Regions from separate parts of the Capsicum annuum genome. Here region 2 is linked to region 1. The links are chromatin contacts, called in public Hi-C maps. All regions are on one chromosome and are shown on one strand. Each heading gives the region's core, a stretch centred on a gene start, on an enhancer-like site or on the middle of the called end of the contact. The rest is flanking DNA. Distances are from core to core; before and after follow the strand shown. Region 1 has its middle 16 kb from the start of LOC107860885. Region 2 holds the start of LOC107858462 (E3 ubiquitin ligase BIG BROTHER-related).

What was found. A called contact is a pair of places that touch in the nucleus more often than the background predicts.
Region 2: a contact with region 1 is called in a Hi-C map of leaf, with 3 times the contacts expected there. The contact joins the promoter of LOC107858462 here to the enhancer-like site in region 1. A contact is called at or near these places in 2 of 5 Hi-C or Micro-C datasets (leaf and placenta).

Annotation. Positions count from the first base shown.
Region 1 is chr2:28,197,218-28,201,817 of UCD10Xv1.1, forward strand. No RefSeq gene overlaps it. Among protein-coding and RNA genes, the nearest start is that of LOC107860885, 16 kb to the left of the region's middle. Within about 2 kb of position 2,469, at least 5 of the 5 cell types and tissues checked have an H3K27ac peak or open chromatin away from gene starts, as enhancers often do. A contact at or near this core is called in leaf, where this site is marked.
Region 2 is chr2:28,442,224-28,446,823 of UCD10Xv1.1, forward strand. It overlaps LOC107858462 (E3 ubiquitin ligase BIG BROTHER-related), which reads left to right and starts at 2,013. Exons shown (of 7, transcript XM_016703124.2): 1 at 2,013-2,381. The coding sequence starts at 2,136.

The DNA.
Region 1 (4,600 bases), core at 1,219-3,718:
GTTTATAACTTTCCAGCAATATTTTTGTTAATTTTCAGAAGTAATATATATTTTTAGCAATCAAAATCGAAAACTACAGCATGTTAATTATTTTTAGTATTTAAATATATTTTCTAGTATTCTAAAATTAATCCCTAGAGCTTTTACTAATTTACAACGTGTTTAATTATTTTAACATGCTTACTTGACTCTCGACATGCCTTCTAATTTAACAAATTTTCAACGTATTTTTTCAGAGTGAATTGATAATTTTCTCTTATCCTAATTGCCAAAAATTTATCACGTAGGTATCATGCCTATAAGTTTAATCATATAAATGAATAATTGTTTGTTTTGGCATGCTAATCACCTAATTCATCCTTAACTAATTAAGAGGCTTGTTTGAAATCATTATGTGCTACGTATTTGTCCAGTGTGTTTTGATTGGTACGAACTTTGAGTTTAATTAGGAAGTCTAGTTTTGTTTGTCTAGACCCTAAATTCAAATAGAAAAAGTCCAATGCCTCTTAGATATTAAGTTGGGACGCATAGACATTGTAGGACAAGCTAGTTTTTGTCATTCTTAGAACCTTTTTAAGTCTAATAATCAAATTAGGTGGGGGTGGGTAGACTTTTAAAAATGATGCAAGTTATCTCGAGCATAATACGATAATGCGACATACGATATTGTCTCTCATTAATAAGCTGGGTGCTGATCTGAATAATAAATTTTTGTCCAATCTTTGAATTCATTTATTTACTTTGATTGTTTTAATTGTTTGGGGTAGTTTACGTTTGCTTATTTAATAAATCTTGCTATATAAATTGTGTCACTTCTGTCTTCTTGCTTATTTAACGTATATCTTTTTGTTCGTTTTGTCACTTAATTTGTAATTTAAATATAACCAAGTTGTATGTCTTGTTCATTTATTACGTTATTACTTAGCAATATTAAGTTTATAAAATAAGTGACCTTTGTTTATCACGTAGAATTTTCACGTAAAATACGAATTCGATCGGAAACCACATTTGTGAATTTCGAAAGGTACCTAACACCTTTTTTTAAGGTAATTTGAAATCTTACCTGATTTCTGGTGATGTAGAAAAATTAACTGGTTCGTAATTAATCTAGAATGATGCTCTAACGTACCTTAATTTGTTAGATGACGACTTTTCACTATTTAAATAATCTCAAAAAGAGTTGTTACATCAAATTTTGCTTTTCACGAGAAAAATAAGGCACGACAATGCATACCACATGATTTTTACAAGTTGAGATCCTGATTATGGAAGCTTTATATTTAGAAATCTTTTGGAGCACACAAAAAAATGGTGCTTTGTCTGGTGAACTACAATGCCATCATGCATGTAAATGAAAGGGGTTTAGAAATTAGTTGTAGTAGACCAGTAGATGACACTACCCCTCTTAAGTAATTCTAAGATTCTAGATAATTTTCTCTAAAGTGTTATTAATGACACTAAATACAACAACACCCATTTGCTTAAATGTGTTGTGAATCCTATTATAATAGAAGTAGTTGTGGTACTATTATTTTGTATTCAAATATATCAAAGTAATTTGTCATGACATTTGATCATATGGTTCAGTAAGTCTCATTTCACCTTCCACACATAAAATAGGGCATGATAATTTTCCTCTAAAGTAGAGATGAATAAGCAAATTTTGGCTTGACTTCACAAACTTTAAAGAAAGAAAGTCACTTATGGTGCAATCCTTAGAAAGAATATCAGACACATATATTTATTCATAAAAGAAAGATGCACACTTTGACATGATTTCACAACAAGAAGTACAAAAATATTAATATATTAGTATTGATCGTCGAGTATAGATGAGGTAGGTGTTGTGGGTTAGTGATTATTGACACCTAATTTTTGCCCCCACGGCTAAGTTAATTTTCAGTATTCTTGGATTTTAAATAATATTGCAACATTTATTTTATCCGAATAAAAGCTTCTCAAGGTATTTATCTAAATAATTTTGACATTTTAAGTGAAAATTAAATATATATTTTTATTCGGATATACGAAACCATATGATTTTGGTACTTAAATAATTGTTTTACGAAAAATTGAATTTTAAATCAAGGGTTATCTTAAAAATTTATTCAAATGGTTAAAATCTTGATTTGAATATAATTTAGTCTCAAAAATAATTTATTTGAAAAAATATTTATTTGATTTTAATGAATCAAGAAGTTCGGGATTGAGTTGGTCGTTAGTTTATTTCAAATATTATTTTAATTTAGTCAATTTATTAAATTGAACCTTAGTTGAAATTAATTCAGCCGTAATTGCAATGCAATTGATCAATTGAATTTTAATTAGGTTAACATTTAATACAATTGTCTAATTTTTTCATTTATCGACTATTTGTTAAATAGCCAAAATCCCTAAATCCCATTCCCCATTCTAGCCTGAACAATGCAAATCAGCTGCCTAAGCCCAAAATATCAACCTGACTCGGCCCATTTTACTGAGTTTTTCAAACAACAAAACAACAACAATGTTCAACGACAACAATAGCTTCATCAACAGCGTACAAACGGCAAAACCCGACCAACTTCAACACCAACAACCGTATCAACAACGTACAATACGCAATTCTCCGCAAAAGCCACAACAAACGATGTCCCTCCCCCTCCCCCCCAAAAAACCAGTCGCGTCTATTTTTAGCTCCTCCGGCCTGTGAAATCGATAATGGCAAAACAATAGTCCAAAATCGGTGATACAATGGAAAATTAATCTGAAATTCGTCATTAATTCGAGATGTAGAAGAAATTCCTTTTGAGTTCGAATTCAAACTCCATTCACATGTTTTTGCAAAATTCTTATTTCATATCCAGATTTTTAAATCTGGATTCCATCAATAAATAAGGCCCTTCCCTCACCATAAAAAGGAGGATTTTTGGTGGAAAACTTAGAGATTTTGGAGCACTCTTCTAATCTCACGTAACCAATTTTTTTTTTGAAATCATTTAAAATTCTGGCAGAAGTTGAGTTGAATCTTGATTTCGAAGTCGATTTTGTCGTCCCAGTTCTTGCACCAAAAAAAGGTAAAACCCTCTTTTTATGTCGAGACTTTTTCCTTATTGAATGTCTACAAGTCTCGTTTCTTCTTTGTTTTTTAAGTTGTTTTCTTGAGATTTTGTTTGAGGTTAGATTTTCTGGTTTGATTGGTTCGATACTTAGTCGTGTTAAGGGTGGAAATTTATCAGCTCGTAGTAGTAAGCTTTGTGCTTAGACAAATGACCTTGCACATCGTTTATCTTTTTGAATCAATGATGTAAAAAATGTTTGTCTTGCGGTTATGCAGCCTGTCAAAGATGTTGTGTAGTCACTTTAGGTGTTTTTGTGTGTTTAGTTGCTTTTTCTAGTGCTTATAATTTCATGAAAAAGCTAACTGTTGGTTCAAGATAGTGAAATCATGTGTTTTGAATTGTGCAATACTAGGCCTCACATGCCTTTCTTATCTTATTTTTGTTTAAACTGAGCTATGCACTACATGGATATGTGTTTAGGGGTCTGTCCGCGTGGAAGGCTAAAACACTAAATGATGTAGTTGGTTTTCTTTAGTGGGTCTTAAGGCTTCAATTGGCAGAGCATTTGTTTCCCTAGTGTTTGGATCATGATCTACTAAGTTGGCTCGAGTAAGCAAGAAAGGAAAATATTTGAAGTCTTCTAAAAAAATGATATTGTTAGTGTACTTGAAATTCACGTGCCTGCTACGGATGATCTTGTTGAGTTTCAAATTTAAAATTCGTTAGGTTGTTTATAAAGTTAGTATGATTTGTGTCGGTAGATGTATAGATCATTAGCCTTTATTTAACACTTTGTTGGAAGGCTTCTTGATTAAAATAATAATCCATGTATATGTTATTATGTACCAATTGGACTCTCTGATTTCTTAAAAAATGAATATGTGATCATGGAATATTCTAAGAATTATGCATGAAGCGATATAATACTTGATCTACTTCTTGATACTAATCTTCACCCCTTTTATATGCATGAACTCCTCCGTTGAGTCCCTCGGACTCCTATATCTCGCATTTCGTTGGGTTAAATCCAATTTGCATCGAGTCAAGACCCGTACCAAGTTCAAAATGGCTAATACATGAAGAAAGTCGACTGATACAGTGCTAGTATACAGTAGATATACACAAGTATACAAGTTCAGAAAAGGGCAAGTGGAAAAGGAAGCTGATTATGTGGTTGGGGGATCAAAGTTGTATATACATGACTGAAATACAGTTATATATACATAAAAATGTGTGCAAAAGAGCTGTGATATACAACTGGTATATTTGCAGGAAAATGGACCCAAAATTCATAAAATTTGAAGCCCGAAGCTGGGCAGCTTATTTTTGGGCCAAAAGAAGGGCCCAACTTGAAGTCTTACCTTTTATTCTCTTATAATTTACATTTAATACTTGTTTGTTTGTATTTACACTAACTTTAATTAATCTAAAAATCACATAAATACACAACTTATGTTTTCAATATTACAAAAAATTTCAACTCTCTAAACATATTACAAAAATCCCACATATACATAGAATGCTATGTATATGTCGGCTATGTTATGTATATTAATAGG
Region 2 (4,600 bases), core at 763-3,262, 240 kb after region 1:
TGGTTCGTGATTTTATTATATCACCCTTAATTAATTATTATATATTATTTATATATTAAAAAATTAATAATATTTAATAAAAAATAAAATAGATATTTATGATATATCTGCTTTAAATGCTTCAACTGTAATTTTATTATATTACCCTGATTAATTATTATAAGTCACCTAAGTATTAAAAAATTATTATAAAGTCATTTAAGTATTAAAAAATTAATAATATTTAATATTAAATTAACTTGACATCATATATGTGATTCTCTTAATCTTTTTCCACAAATCACTCTATAATATTAGAGTGAATGAGGGCAGCTTAGGGTCGTGTTGCTTGCCAATCGTTCAGCTGCTTGCTCCATGATTTTACTATATCATCCTTAATTAATTATTATATATTATTTATATATTAAAAAATTAATAGTATTTAATAAAAAATAAAATAGATATTTATAATATGTCTGCTTTAACTGCTTCAACTGTAATTTTATTATGTTACCCCTGATTAATTATTATAAATCATTTAAGTATTAGAAAATTATTATAAAGTCATTTAAGTATTAAAAAATTAATATATTTAATATTAAATTAACTTGATGTCATAAATGTGATTTACTTAATCTTTTTCCACAAATATTTTCTATAATAATTTTGTTATATCACTTTTAATTAGTTATTATAAGTTATTTAAGACATGTCTAATTCACTGCTTCAATCATGATTTTACTATATCACCCCCTAATTAATTATTATGGTTATCTAAACATTGTGTCATTTAAATAGAAATAGAAGAAAAAGTATTACAAATTATAATAATTTAAAAGTTAGATTATTTTAAAAATATAATTAACTATCAATGACACAAATTTTTGTACAAAAAGAGTAACATCTATTATTTGAAAATTACATAAAAAATATTATAAATTACAATAGTTAACAACATAAAATATCTAAAAAAATAAAAAATTTACTTTGTTATATATTTCAAAAAATTACTATAAATCATAATAATTAGTCAATCTGTCTGCTTTGACACAACTTCATTAGTCCTTTCCTTGCTTTTATTTTTTTCATCAATTTTAATCTGCTTGTCTTATTTTGTTTATCTGGTACATATTTCAAAAAAATATGATTTTTTTTTATAAATCATAATAATTAATAACTTAAAAAATTTAAAAGGTATAAAATATTTGACTGACTCTTGAAACTATATTAGTAACATTTAAATTGAAATAGAAGAAAGAGTATTATAAATCACAGTAATTAAAAACTTAAATTATTTTTTAAATGTAATAATGTCACAAAAGTTTGGAAAAGGAGAGTAGCATATTATTTGAAAAATATATAAAAAGTATTATAAAATTACAATATTTAACAGCTTAAAATATCTAAAAAAAAATTAATCTGTTATATATTAAAAAAAATACTATAAATCACAATAATTAACAATTTAAAAAGTTTAAAAGATCTAAAATATTTGGTTGACTCTCGAAATTATATCAGCGTTACTTAAATTGTAATAACTAAAAATATAATTTACTATGTCACAAAAATTTGAACAAAAGAGCGTAACATGTATTATTTGAAAAGTACATAAAAAATACTATAATTAGAGTAGTTAATAGCTTAAAATATCTTTAAAAAAATTTAATCTGTTATATATTTTTAAAAAATAAAAAAAGTACTATAATCTCAAAATAATTATCAATTTAATTTTTTTTACATATATAAAATATTTGGTTGACTTTTAGAATTATATCAGTATTACTTAAATAATAATAGAGAAGAGGTATTATAAATCTCAATAATAAAAATTTAAATTATTTAAAAAATATAACTGATTTTTAAAGTTACAAGAGTTTAAATAAAAAGAGTAATATGTATTATTTAAAAATTAATTAAAAATATTATAAATTATGACAGTTAAAAACTTAAAATAACTAAAGCATATTAAAATATAATTTATAATTGATTATCTAAATTTAATTAAAAAAAGTTAATTTATATTCTCTAATCACCCCCGCCCCACCCCACCCCCACTCCTCTCTCTCAACACAAACCCAAATCAAACCCACCATCGCTTTCCTCTAGGCTTCACACAGATTTCTTCTTCCGATTTCCCTCTCTCCAAATCCTTCGAAATGGAGAATTCAAAAAATAATAATGAAGCAGCAGCATCATCAGACAAAAGCACAACGAGGATTGATGACAACAGTCAGGAACGAGGAAACCCTGATGGGAATAGTAGTTCTAGTGTGCAAGTGAATGGAAACGGGGAATCGGATGTCGCTGTTGCTGTTGATAATCAAGGTTGCCGGAGAACTCCATTCACCGAACTTAGTCAGGTCGATGCTGATCTTGCTCTCGCCCGCACCTTGCAAGACCAGGTTTTCTTTTTCTCTTTTATATTATATGCTTTGCTTTATTTTAAATATTAGGAGGGCTTTTTCACATCTCAAGATTCAATTATTATAACCCTAATTCTAGATGAGCACTTTGTCTCTATAGTAGGTATCTTGGAAGCTGATATTACTTAGTACTCTCTATGTACCACCTAAAACTTTATTATCATAGCCTCAATAAAGTCTTGTGCGTATTTGATAAAGTAGGTGTATGAGAACTAACTGAAGTTACTTGGATTGTTAAAATGCTTTTAGCTTATTTTAGAAGAGGTTTCCATTCTTTTATTAGTTCAAAGTTCCACTTGGCTATATCCACCCCATCGCCTACTTACATTCTATTTTTACAGTATTTAAATTAGAAAACACAAGATTCAAGTTCGAATATTTTACAACACGACCCAAATAAGCCTCACTCATGGGTATCCGAGTAATTCTTCTCGTTGCTTTTACACAACTTCCTTCTTGTATTAACAAACCATTGCCCATTAATACAACACCAACATTATTTGATTCCAAATTCAGAACAATGCCTATTGTACCCTCTTCAAATTCGCTGTAATGGTGTATCTCTTATTTGTATTAACAACTACTCTAGGGAGAGTGTTTTTATGTTGTGCTAGTGATTTAATAACTATCTTTGTAGCCCCAGAATGTTTCAGTTCATGCTCCTACATATTATCGGGATATACCAAGAAATCTTTGAGGTAAAGATAATCTAAGTACTAGAAGCCCTCTCTAGAATAATGGCACCACACACTTGGTTGAATTAACTTAAAAATTGTATTTAAGAGTCAAATTTATAAAGCGGTGCTGGTTTAGCAGTTCACCATTTTGGTGAATGAGATAAGATGCTGCTGCTAATCAGGGTTATTTAGGTGATCAAGGTGACACACAGCTTATAGGCTCGTTGGGCTGAGTTAAGCCGATGAAAGTTATTCAGATGGGCAAATAAAATGAAGACAAAGACAGAGAAACAAAGGTCATCAAAAGAGAAAATGAGAGCTAGCAAATGGAGTATGGAAAGCCAAAAGAAAGAGGATCAAAACAAATAAAGAAATGTGAAAAAAGGAAAGGAAAAAATGACAAGAGTAAGAGGGAGGGGAATGTGAGCAGAGGAAAAGGGGAAAATAGAATATAGAAATAAGAGTAAGAGAGTTGATCCCTTTGCATGGATTGTAGAGTTGAATTTAGGCTATATGACAAGAGATCATATTGCAATAACAGGAATATTTCTTTGTAAACTCTGTTTTGGTTGCTAACTGAATTGTAGTTGGTTCTTCTAGGTATAACTAAGTAATCCACGTCCCATACAAAGAGGCGCAAGTAATTTTTAGACCAAATTCGGTCTGATGAAGCTTCTTTTATCCTCAGCAGTACTCTTCTAGTGGAACTATATAATAAGATTAGTTCCCTAACTTATTGATAAAAATTGAAGTAGTTTCAAGAAAAAAAAGAGAAGCATGTGGAAGCAAAAAATGAAGATTAAAGACACGAAAATAAAGATAGGCGAAATTCAAGAAAAGGAATTCCAAAACTTCAAAATTAATTGCTAAGTATCCCAATTGATTGTAGTAGACAAAATTAGTGGATTAAGGCGAATCATGTTTACTAGAAGAATCAATTCAGAACTTATGAGAGTGATTTAGACCCTTAAGCAAAGAATCAACTATACCTCTTAGAATAATACTTCTTGTAAGTTGAATTCCAACTAGCCAATAAACAAACATGTAAAGCAGAGGAATTCCAAATAATATTAATAATGATGTGTCTTCTAACAACAAAAAAACTCCCCTATATATCGGGAGAAAATCATATACCCCTCTCCTTATCCTCCTTGGAATCAAATCCTACTCTACATTGGACAACAATTCCTTTTATCGAAAGAATAAGTTGAAAACCTAACTAGAGAAGAACTTTTAGGAAAAACACGAGACTACAAAAACAAGTAAAATTAGTGCCACACTTCTTCCAAAAATGATCTAACAAATAAGGAAAGAAGTGACACTTTCTTACTCCGAAATACACGCCTAAGTAGCCATGTTCTTCAACCCTTTTTGGCCGTGTATGGGCCTCCATATAGGCTCAATCCTCCTCTTGGACTTGGAGTTGGACCATGAAATATGTGTCACACTTAGCTACCTCTTTGGTATAATTCTTGGGCTCTTTTTCCAGGATATGCATATTCTTGATCTCCCATTGAAGTC